Linked DNA regions of Mus musculus: all the other regions are linked to region 3. The links are chromatin contacts, called in public HiChIP or PLAC-seq and promoter capture Hi-C maps. All regions are on one chromosome and are shown on one strand. The core of a region is the stretch at or near the end of the contact, and the rest is flanking DNA. Distances in the headings are between cores, read along the strand shown.

The links. Promoter capture Hi-C pulls out the DNA fragments that hold promoters and counts their contacts. HiChIP or PLAC-seq counts read pairs in DNA pulled down with a chosen protein or histone mark.
Region 1: a contact with region 3 is called in a promoter capture Hi-C map of embryonic stem cells, with 2.5 times the contacts expected there. The contact joins the promoter of Hdac5 here to the promoter of Mpp2 in region 3. A contact is called at or near these places in 13 of 39 promoter capture datasets (cranial neural crest, embryonic stem cells, erythroid cells and 7 more), 15 of 484 Hi-C or Micro-C datasets (CD4 T cells, CD8 T cells, the G1E-ER4 cell line and 4 more), 8 of 115 datasets of contacts at active chromatin or transcription factors (effector CD8 T cells, embryonic stem cells, large pre-B cells and 2 more) and 4 of 9 other capture datasets (adipose tissue, embryonic stem cells, liver and 1 more).
Region 2: an H3K27ac HiChIP or PLAC-seq map of embryonic stem cells shows a contact between it and region 3, with 6 read pairs. The contact joins the promoter of Asb16 here to the promoter of Mpp2 in region 3. A contact is called at or near these places in 10 of 39 promoter capture datasets (the 3T3-L1 cell line, the C10 cell line, cranial neural crest and 5 more), 17 of 484 Hi-C or Micro-C datasets (B cells, the C2C12 cell line, CD4 T cells and 14 more), 9 of 115 datasets of contacts at active chromatin or transcription factors (bone marrow-derived macrophages, embryonic basal ganglia, embryonic forebrain and 3 more) and 3 of 9 other capture datasets (adipose tissue, liver and pancreatic islet).

The regions. Positions count from the first base shown.
Region 1 is chr11:102,228,271-102,231,650 of GRCm38.p6, reverse strand. It overlaps Hdac5 (histone deacetylase 5), which reads left to right and starts at 1,479. Exons shown (of 27, transcript NM_010412.3): 1 at 1,479-1,646. Mir8101 (microRNA 8101) reads left to right here and starts at 1,501; the gene lies at 1,501-1,611.
Region 2 is chr11:102,266,848-102,270,115 of GRCm38.p6, reverse strand. Asb16 (ankyrin repeat and SOCS box-containing 16) reads right to left here and starts at 1,365. Exons shown (of 5, transcript NM_148953.3): 1 at 993-1,365. The coding sequence starts at 1,293.
Region 3 is chr11:102,086,815-102,090,151 of GRCm38.p6, reverse strand. Mpp2 (membrane protein, palmitoylated 2 (MAGUK p55 subfamily member 2)) reads left to right here and starts at 1,637. Exons shown (of 13, transcript NM_016695.4): 1 at 1,637-1,732.

The sequences.
Region 1 (3,380 bases), core at 230-2,729, 140 kb before region 3:
CAAAACAACAAAACAAGAAGGAGGGGGAGGGGGAGGAGAAGGAAGAGGAAGAAGAGGAGGGAGGAGGAGGAGGAAGAAGGAGAGGAGAAGAAGAAAAGAAGGAAGAAGGAGAAGGAGAAGAAAAGAAAAAAGAAAGAAAACGTTTGGTTTATATAACCTAGATTTTTCAGGCATACAGAGTCAGACTCATGAACGTTTGTATAAAGTATTGGAACTAATGGATATTTTGTTTTGTTTGTTTGTTTGTTTTTTCCAGACAGGGTTTCTCAGTATGGCTGTCCTGGAACTCACTCTGTAGACCAGGCTGGTCTTAAACTCAGAGATCTGCCTGCCTCTGCCTCCCAAGTGCTGGGATTAAAGCCGTATGTCAAGGCAATAAACAAAGTCTAAGAGCTTGTCAGGATGACCAAGATACCTGAGCCTACTTCCCTGTCCTAGCCCAAAATCACATTCTTGCCTGAAATCTACTTCTTTGTTCCACCCTAAAATTAGATTCCTACCTGAACTTACTCCCTTGTCATGGCCCAATGTCAGATTCCTGCCTGAATCTCATTTTCTTGTCCTTGACCAATGTCAGATTCCTGTCAAACGCCCCAAAAGCCGCTTTTACACCCCCCACATATGTATAATTTTGAGCATCTGTATGATAACTTACTAAATAGATGTCTCCTAGTTTATTTGCAGATACCTACCTGATGGATATTTATTTAGGTTGTTTCTGACATCTCATATAACAAACAATCTCTTCCTATACTCATTTTGGAGCACAATATTTTCTTAGAATACATTTTTTGCTAGGAAAATTGCTAGGTCATTGACAAAACAATGTAGGTTTAATGATACAGTCATGTTCAGTTCCACTGACGTGGTAGTAGTATGTGTGGTATCAAAGTTGGGGACCAGCGGACTTTTAGGTTCTTGGTCTGTTCCTTTGAAGGCCAGGGACAGTTACAACCTATGCTGGCTTTCTCCAAGGAGTTTCTTTTAACAAGATGCAGCGCTGTGCCATATTAGCACGGTGGGTTAGAGACTTGTCCAAGCTAATCTTTCAGCTTTGACGCGCCTGCAGGGGCTTCCACTTCCAAGGCAGCCCCTAGGATTCCACCCCCCTCTACCCTCCCCCTAACGAGGGAAGGGCGTGTTAGGGAACAGCTCAGGCGGGCAAAGATTGCACCATCCGCCGTTTGAAAAGGAAGTCGAAAAAGCACAGAGAACAAAATCGTAAATCCCACACATCCAGCCCCTGCAGCAGCCGGGGTCCGGGTTCTACTCAGTTCATTACTTGGCGAAGAGATCGGGATCCCTTCTCTGCCACCTCCACCCCAGCCTAACCTTGGGCTGGGCATTGGCCCTTTAAGAAGCTGTCACGGTGGCGCTATTGGTCCCGCCCATCTGAGGGGAGGGCCGAATGGGAGGGGAGGGTTCTCGGTTGAAGCCCGAAAAAGGGGGGGTCTGAGCCTATTTTTAGCTCGGGGTCGGGTCACGTGACGAGAGTGACGTCTCCGAATGTTGTTGTTGGTGGCGGCGGCGAGCGGAGCCGGAGGAGCCGCCGCAAAGATGGAGGAGCCGTCGAGGAGGCGCTGCCGCTGCTGTTGCCGCCGCTGCTGCCGCCGCCGCCCGCGAAGCCGGAGCTCGAGCCGCAGCGGGTGAGCGCGCCGCACCCGCCAGGACCCCACCTCCCACGGCCCCGGGACGCCCCGCAGCGTCCCGTCCTCCCGCCGTCGCTGCCCGCGGGCTCCCCGCGACCCTGTCCTTCCTCCCGGCGCGCGCGCCGAGCCAGCCCGCACCCCCAGGGAGCGTCGCTGGGCCCGGGGAGTGTCGCCTTTGGCTCGCCGCGCGCGCCCCTCCTCATCCCTCCCTTGCAGGGCTCCTTCTCTGCAGGTAAGGGAGGGGCCGATTTTCCCGCACCCCGCACCCCGCGCCCCCAAATGTCCCGCAGACCGGCCGGGGATGTCTGATTTGTCTCCTCCCCGGCGGCTCATAATCCGTTGCAACTGCGATTTGAGCCTTGCAACCCGCATTCTGGGCAGACCCTCTCTTCACTAGACACCCCTTTCTTGTTACTCTGAGGTGAGGGGCGCAGCCCACCCACAGTGCTTCTCCAAGTGGCGAAGAACATACCCTTGATTTTATGTCCTTGACGTCCCTGCAGGTGGAAGAGGACTGCGGGGCCCATCTTACTTGTCTGTGCTATTCACCCCCTCGCCTGTGAGGCGTTACTGCGTTTATTACCACCCTCTTCTGTCTGACACCCTGGAGCTCGGGAAAGAGCTGGGAGATGAATTGGTGATCTTTCTTGGCTAGGGCAGATCTCCCCACCCCACTCCCGCGCCCAGTTTTCATCTTGGGTTTGTTTCTCATGGGGCAGAGGTTCTAATAGTGCCTTGTTAACTTGGGGGAGTCGGCTTCCCCCCTCCCCACCCATCCCTGGGGCCCTCAGGAAGATGAGAACTGGCTGGACGATAAGTAATTAATCTAAGAGCTGGGGGGGGGCGCGGGGAGTGTGTTTCATTTCGGGGAGAAGGTGACCACTTCATGTCCCTGCGTTTGGCCTTCTGAGATGAGCTTTGTCCCTGAAGAGGAAGGATAGCAGCTGCAGTTGCTTTTGGGGTGTGTGTGGTGTGTGTGTGTGTAGTGTGTGTAGTGTGTGTGTGTACCCATCACTCTGGTAGTGACCACTATGCTTCTGGGTCCTGGAATTAGCTTTGGATCTTGGGAATGGGAATGGAGAGAGGGGTTTAGGGATCAGTGGGAGGGGAAGATAGAGTTAGATCCTAGGAACAAAAGGAGGCAGGGATGGGAGATTGGTTTGGGCCAGAAGACCTCTGGCTAATCCTTACATTGGAACCTGTTGGCCCTCCACTTAGGTCCTAAGGTTGCAGGCAGGGAGGGTCTCCCAGGCTCTTATGCCCTCCACACTGGGACCCAAGAGCCCATGCTGGCTGTGGAGATGGGCTACGGATGAACCATGTTGTGGGCTCCTCATTCCAGTCTTCCCTTCTCTTTCCCTTCCTAAACAACAAAGCTTGAGGAGAACTTGGTCTGCCTCTTCCTTCTGAAGTCTTCCCTTTTCTCTCTTTCCTCTTAGACTTGGATCTGGACTAGATCTTGTTAAAGACTGGGAGCCCAAATTAAAGGCGCAGGCTCCCGGCACCTCCTGACACACTACTGCCAGGAGAGACAGGTCCCAGGTGGCACGTGTAGAAAATGTTCGCCCTCTTCCTCGGTGCATCCCCCAAGGATGGTGTAATCTGGAGTGAGGGGGGGGGGTAACAGTGTCACATGCACCACCCACCCCAAGTAGCTGCAGAGATAAGAGCTTTGCTTTCCGTTTCTTGGGGCTGGTAGCTTAGCTGTGTGCTTAGACACGGGACTTGGGA
Region 2 (3,268 bases), core at 116-2,615, 180 kb before region 3:
CCTGGGTAAATAACAAGACCCTGTCTCAAAATTTAAAAAGCTTGCCATCTGTGGCCGGAGCACAGTGGCGAAGACAATGGTTATTAGCATTCAAATTAGAGTTCAATCCTCTAGCCCCCAAATAAGATGGGGCTGGTGGGGTGGCTCAGCAGGAGGGGCTTGGCTTTTCTCCCTACAACACCACTCCCTAACCCCCAAAGTCAGTAATGGTAAGGAAAAATTGCATATGAGTTTCATAAAAACTGTCTACTATAGCAGGAAACTGTAAGAGAAACATGGATATATATGTATGTGTGTATATTTTCATATATATAACGCTATAGTAATATAGTGCATATAATTAACCAAAGCCAAAATTTACAATCTGTATATGTGTTATATGAGAATATAACTTTAAGGCTGGCGAGATAGCTCAGCCGGTTAAGAGCACTGACTACTTCTGAAGGTACTGAGTTCAAATCCCAGCAACCACATGGTGGCTCACAACCATTGGTAATGAGATCTGATGCCCTCTTCTGGTGCAACTGAAGTCAGCTACAGTGTACTTACATATAATAAATAAATAAATCTTTAAAAAGAGAGAGAGAGAGAGAGAATATAACTTTAGCTAGGTGGTGGTAAGATGCACCTTTGATCCCAGCAGATTAGGAAGCAGAGGCAGGCAGATCTCTGAGTTGGAAGCCAGCCTGGTCTACAAAGTGAGTTCCAGGACAGCCAGGGCTATAGTGAAAAAAAAAAAAAAAAACCAAAAAAATTTGGAGGGTGGGCATAGTGGCTCACACCCTTAATCCCAACATGAAGGAGGCAGAGGCGGGTGGATCTCTATGAGTTTGAGGAAAACCGTGGTTGGCCTCAACTGTTTAGGAAAGAGTTAATATGGGTGACTATGGGTCCGTTCTAGGCTCTTTACGGAGAAGTGGCGTATGGATTCTTCTTCCCTTCCCAACCCCCACTCCTGTCCCTCTTCTGTCCTCCTAGGTGGTGTTCCCTACCCTGTTCCGCTGACCAGGCCAGCTGGTTGCTCACAGTCTCCACAATCATATTGGCAGCGTCTTCATCTTGGAACAGGATTTGGAGCTGCTGTAGGTCCCCAGAGAACAGGGCATTGTGGACAGCTGGGTCTCGGCAGGAGCGGCGAGGCCTAAGGAGCTGGGCCTGGGGACAAGGGAGGTCCCTGTGCCTGCGGCACTGCTGGGCAGCAGCTCTCCTCCTGTCCTCCCAGTCCAGCCACTCTCTCTGCAGGCGGAGAGCACGCAGTGTGGAGGATGTGAAAGGAAAGCTCTCCCCTGCCATGAGGGGTCCAGTGGTCTGGGCAGTGCCACCTAGGCAGAGAATCGTTCCTTGTCCCAGCTAGCACCTTGCTCTGGGGAGCCACCCTGCCCCCTTCTTGGTAAGCTGGAGAAACAGCTGAGGCTATAAATAGGCCCCTCACTGCATTGGTAAACAGTTTGCCTAGAGTCATGATCTTAATGCAGATGGTATTGGGCCAGCCTCTGACCCTGCTGGTACCCTTTTGTTGGTCAACAGGGCCTCAGCCAAAGGTCACTCCTGGACCCCACTTCTCTGGAGTGAGCCTTCTAGTCAAAGCAGTCAACCATGAGATGGGTGGGCAGGACAGGGTAGAGGAAGGACCAGGGTCCTGCAGCCTCTGAAGTATTGGCTGGTAAAAAGGGTAGAAGCCCAGGATGGCCCATAGACCTCAGTCTGGGGAAGTGGAGAGAGCTTCCAAGAAGCCAAACCACTCTTCCTGAATTTGAAATAACAGCAACCACTGCACACACACACCATGCTTTCTAGAACTGAAATCACTCTCAGATCCATCTCTACTCAGATGACCAGTCAGTGTTGTAATACAAGACAGATTTGGTCAGGAAATGAGGCCAAGCTAAGAATTTCAGTTCAGCACCTGAGATGGATAGAGACTTACAGGACGTAAGGTTTTGTTGTTGGCAGTGCTGCTGTTTTTGTTTTTTGAGACAGGGTTCCTCTGTGTAGTCCTGGCTGTCCTGAAACTAGCTCTGTAGACCAGACTGGCCTTGAACTCAGCGATCCACTTCCCTTTGCCTCAGGAATGCTGGGATTAAAGGGATACACTACCACACCTGGGTGGAATTTAAGTCTTAAAAAGGTAAAACTGACTCAAAGTTACATAGCTTGTGGGGGTGTGCCAAGGCCTCCAGTGGGCCACACTTTAGATAAGTACCCTAGAGGGTAGTGCTATGTTGGGTAGACAGTTGAGCAAATCCTCTTCTTGTCCCCTCATGCCGAAACTGGGCACGGTCTCTACCTTCAGTGACTAGTTTTTTTTTTCCCTCCCTGGTTTCTAGGGGAATCACGTGCCTGACTGCGGATGTGTCCAGGGATTTGACCTTGGAAGTGGAGACTGAAGGGATGAGACTTTTGGGAAACTACGCCCCATTCGCTTTAGGAGGAAATGGCTGTACTTCCAGGAGCCTCTAGGGGGAGGAATGAGGCCGCGGAAACAACAACAGCTGGTCGATTAGCTGGCAGGGGAGGGTGGAGGGATGTCAGCGGGCTTCTGTCTTCAAGACTGCAGGCTCTGCAGTGTCTTGGCAATGCCATGTGGGTCCCTCCTTGCTCCCGGTGCTTGCTCCCACCCACTCTCCAGCAACCTTCTCCTCCTCTGTATCTCTCACTTCCCCCTGGCCGCAGGCTCCCACACAGAATGTCTCTCCTACAGTTTTGTCCTCAGCTTCAGTTCCTAGCCTCCAGCCTGGATGGGTCTAGCCTGTGTCTCCTTCCTCTGACCACACTCAGCCCTGTCACAATCACCTATCCAAGAAGGTCACTTTTCCTTAAAAATGTCTGCAGTTTGGCTCAGGCTCTTCCAGAGAAATCCCGAATCCCTGGTCTGGCCCCATGCCACACAGCATTCTCACCAGGTCCTTTACCCTTCCCTGCTGTCCCAGTGGCTTGGGGTCTCCTAACTCACCCATTCAAGGCACTCTGCTGTGTGGAGGTGTGCCTGCAGTAGCTACTCAACTAGAAGGCCATCGGATGGGTTTGGCAAAGTACCCATGCCAGAGACATCATTCTACCATGCTAAATGTGGGTTCTGGGGCAGGCCCTGGCATGGTCGGTCTTGACACAATGTTTAGGAGCCCTTGGCTCATGGCAGGCTGGCCTCTCTGAACATTGAATGAAGGTCCCTATTCTCTGCCAGAACAAACACTCACCCACCACCCAGAGTGGGTGGCAGTGACCTGGGCCTTTTCCGGCACGTCCCTCACCCTCTGTTCAGTCAGTC
Region 3 (3,337 bases), core at 388-2,887:
TATGTGTCTCTAGGACACACCTCTTCCCAACCCTTGCCCCAGTATGTTAGGTTCACAGAAACCGGTGCCTCATTTTCAACAAACAGGAACATAGTAATCTTTGTTGATAAATGTTTCCATCCACTAATCTCACAGGACTATTGCAGGAAACTATCAATCAAATGTAAGGTGTGTGTGTGCATAGGTGGGGGGTCAGACTGTAAGAATAGTGAGTTGGAATACACTAGGTGGATTAGAACTTGAATCCCACTGTGTCCTTGGGATCCTGGATGCAGTAAGTTTGCTGTGAATTGCTATGGGGGGTAATATTTGAGAAGTTTTGGGAGGAATCAAGATTTCTCTCCCCCACCCAACTAAGTGCAAACAGATTCTCTAAGCAGAGGTGAGTGGGTAAGATCCAAGGGAGTCTCCGAGGAAGGAGACCTCTTGTCCTGAGTTTAATTAGGAAGATCTAGTTTGGAAGCCTTTTTCCTCAGACAGAAGCCTGTAGTTCCAACCACCACCATCTGGGGTCGCTACAAAACTTTCTCTTCTCTAAGGAATAAGAGACGTGGGCTACTTAACAGCCTTTAGCATTTTGACCCATCGCTGGCTTTTCCCTACACCAATTCCCAACTGCTTCCCTTTGCTAACAGGGTCGGCTGGGACCACATCTAGACATGAATCCTCAAGTCAATTCATTTTCGAGATTTCCAAGCAAGTTTCCAGGATCTTAGAAGCTCAGTTATAAGAGGAAGATATAAACGCCCCGCTCCCCACCGAGCGCCTATTCCATAGGGTAGCGGAGGGGTTAGGGGGCACCCAAGTCAGGGAAGGCCCCGGCTTGCACAGACTGAATGAAGGCTGTTTTCCACTTGGGGCCACCAATAGTCTGAGGCTGTGCAGTATCTTTTACTAGCAGGTCTGGGAGGAGCCAGAGGCTGAGCAAGGCGGGCTAGCGGGCTTAACCCTTTGCTTTCTTCGTTTTGCTGCCTGAAATAGAATCTAGGGCCTCTCCTGCACGTTCAACCCACCAATGGAGCCGGACGCCGTCACTACTTATTTGTTGAAACGGGATTTAGGAGGGAGAGACTGTTTCTTCTGCTCTTGTGCCTTAAACAGAGGCAAGGATCAACTTCCCGCGTCAAGGCTAAAATTAGGATCTTGGTCCCTTTCATGAAAAAACACAGTCCCACTCTCTTAAATTTTCTGTTTTTCTTCAAATTTTCTTAGAAGCAGGCATGTGCCGTATGACTATAACGCCACCCCCAGGCTTATCCCCTACCAGAGTTAGTGTCCTGATGTCCCCTTGCTTTTCCAAAACTGTGTTAGGAAAGGACAGACGAAGCGTTCAGGGGACTGGTACGCTGGACTAAGCGGTCCCGTTAAGGGGGGTGATCCCATCGCGCTCAGTTTCCCCCCCTTTCTTTTATTAAACATCATCGCCCTTTTAAAGAATTCCTACGCGCCAAGTAACACACGTTGGTCCTGCTCAGAGTTGGGGGTCGTGGGCTTTGCGGTGCCTGTTAACCACCACTTCCCCGCCCACCCGCCTGCTCCTGGGAGATTACTTTACAGTGGACCGTAGGTTGCCGCGTCCCTTCCGTGTCCCAGCCCTCTCCTTTCTGTCTCCGCCCCTTCGCTCCTAGGAGACCTTGCCGCTTTAAGAGCGCGGCTAGCGATTGACAAGCAATAACCGCGGAGCGCCGGGCTGCGCGGAATCGCCCCAAGCTAGGGGCTCCCCAAAACGCAGGTAGGTATTCCTAGGCCCCTGGGCCAGCACCCACCTCAGAACCCTTGCCTCCTTTTCGACCTATCACCTACACTTGGGGATCCTATTCTCCAGGTCCAAACTCCTGGGCCCCTTCCCCAAGTCGCCCCACTCCCTCTCCAGCTGCAGCACTGGGCTCTCTGTGTGTGATGCCGGTAGGGAGAACCGAACCCCTCATCCCAGGGATGCTGGTTCCCATGCCAGCGATGAGGGCTCCAGAGGGACACCGGACACAGAGACGCTGAGCTGAGAGGAGCACAGGTATTTGCGCGGCCTCTCCAGGGTCTGTGTTGGGTTGGGGGGGGGGGGGGACTTCGGATCCCGGCATTACGTAAGAGCCGTGCTACTGGCGTTTCCGGCCCTGGGGGAGCTAGACTAAGATTGTACTGGGTCCCTTGGCACCCTGCACCCCAAGAGACCAACACCTCAGTCATTCCTGAGAGAGGGTTCTGGAGAGGGGCGGTCTGCTAACCTAGAGTGCCAGGCCAGGTCCAGGAGGTTGCAGGGTTTTGGAGCCAGGGTTTAAGGTATGGGGATTCCAGAGGGAATCAGCACCAGAAGCAAGGAGCCAGGGTCAGAAAGTTAGGTCAACTAAGGGGTAGTGGGGAATGAAGACCTGGGGGACGTGGGGGGGGGCAGTCATTCAGTGACCTCATCCCCTAGTCCCGGCGGGCACGCAAGCAAAGAACCTTCTTTGATGGCTCGCAACACGCCCCCTCCTTCCTAGGTCCTAGCGCCCGGCGGGTTAGGGCTGAATTGAAGGGGCGGGGGCAATCTGATTGTGAGTGCGGGCACGTCCGCCGGCTCCCTAGACCCCATCCTCCAGTCCTCAGTTATCTACAGTTCTCCCCATAACCGTGTCCGGCTCCAAAGTGCCTTTGTCAGGCGTTCGTCTTTCGCACCTCTCTGAGTCTGCACCGATGGAGCGGGGGTGGGTGGGAGGATGGAGGAAATCTCTCTCTTTGAAGCTGGCGGGCTTCACCTACACACCCGGGGGACGGGGGTTGGATAGCTTGGTGGCGGATGTGCGTGTGGAGGTGGGAGTGGGAGGGCCTTAGGTTTAGGCTTTTGGGCGCCGTGATGCTGGTTTCGTGATGACTGGGCCCGGGGACCTTGGCACGGAACCAGGCTAGCTTGCCTGGCACTGCCGTTCTCCTGTGGGCACGGGCGGCCCCGCCCTCTCAGAGGCTTGGGTGGGGGTGGGGCAGAGCGAGCCGACGCCGTGGGAACCAACTCCTCAGGGAGCAGACCCAGGCTTACTGGGCAGGACTCCTGGGCCTAGGGTTTCACACAGGCTCCTCCCTGGCTCTTCCCCGTTTCCCTGCTCCAGGAAAAGAGGAACCACAGCAAGCACCTCTAGTGGGGAGTATGGCCCAAGGCCTGAGAAGCTGTCCCCTGCTCTCTAGGAATAAGGACATGGAGTTGACAGAGGGGACACTGGCGCTGGCACAGTGTAACCTGGACATTTCTTTTAACCAGTGGTGCTAGCGTGAAAGGGGTTCCCCTCATCTCTCTCTCTCTCTCTCTCTCTCTCTCTCTCTCTGCAAGTTCGATTTTTCTGGAAAAGATCCGGGAGGAAAGGGAATC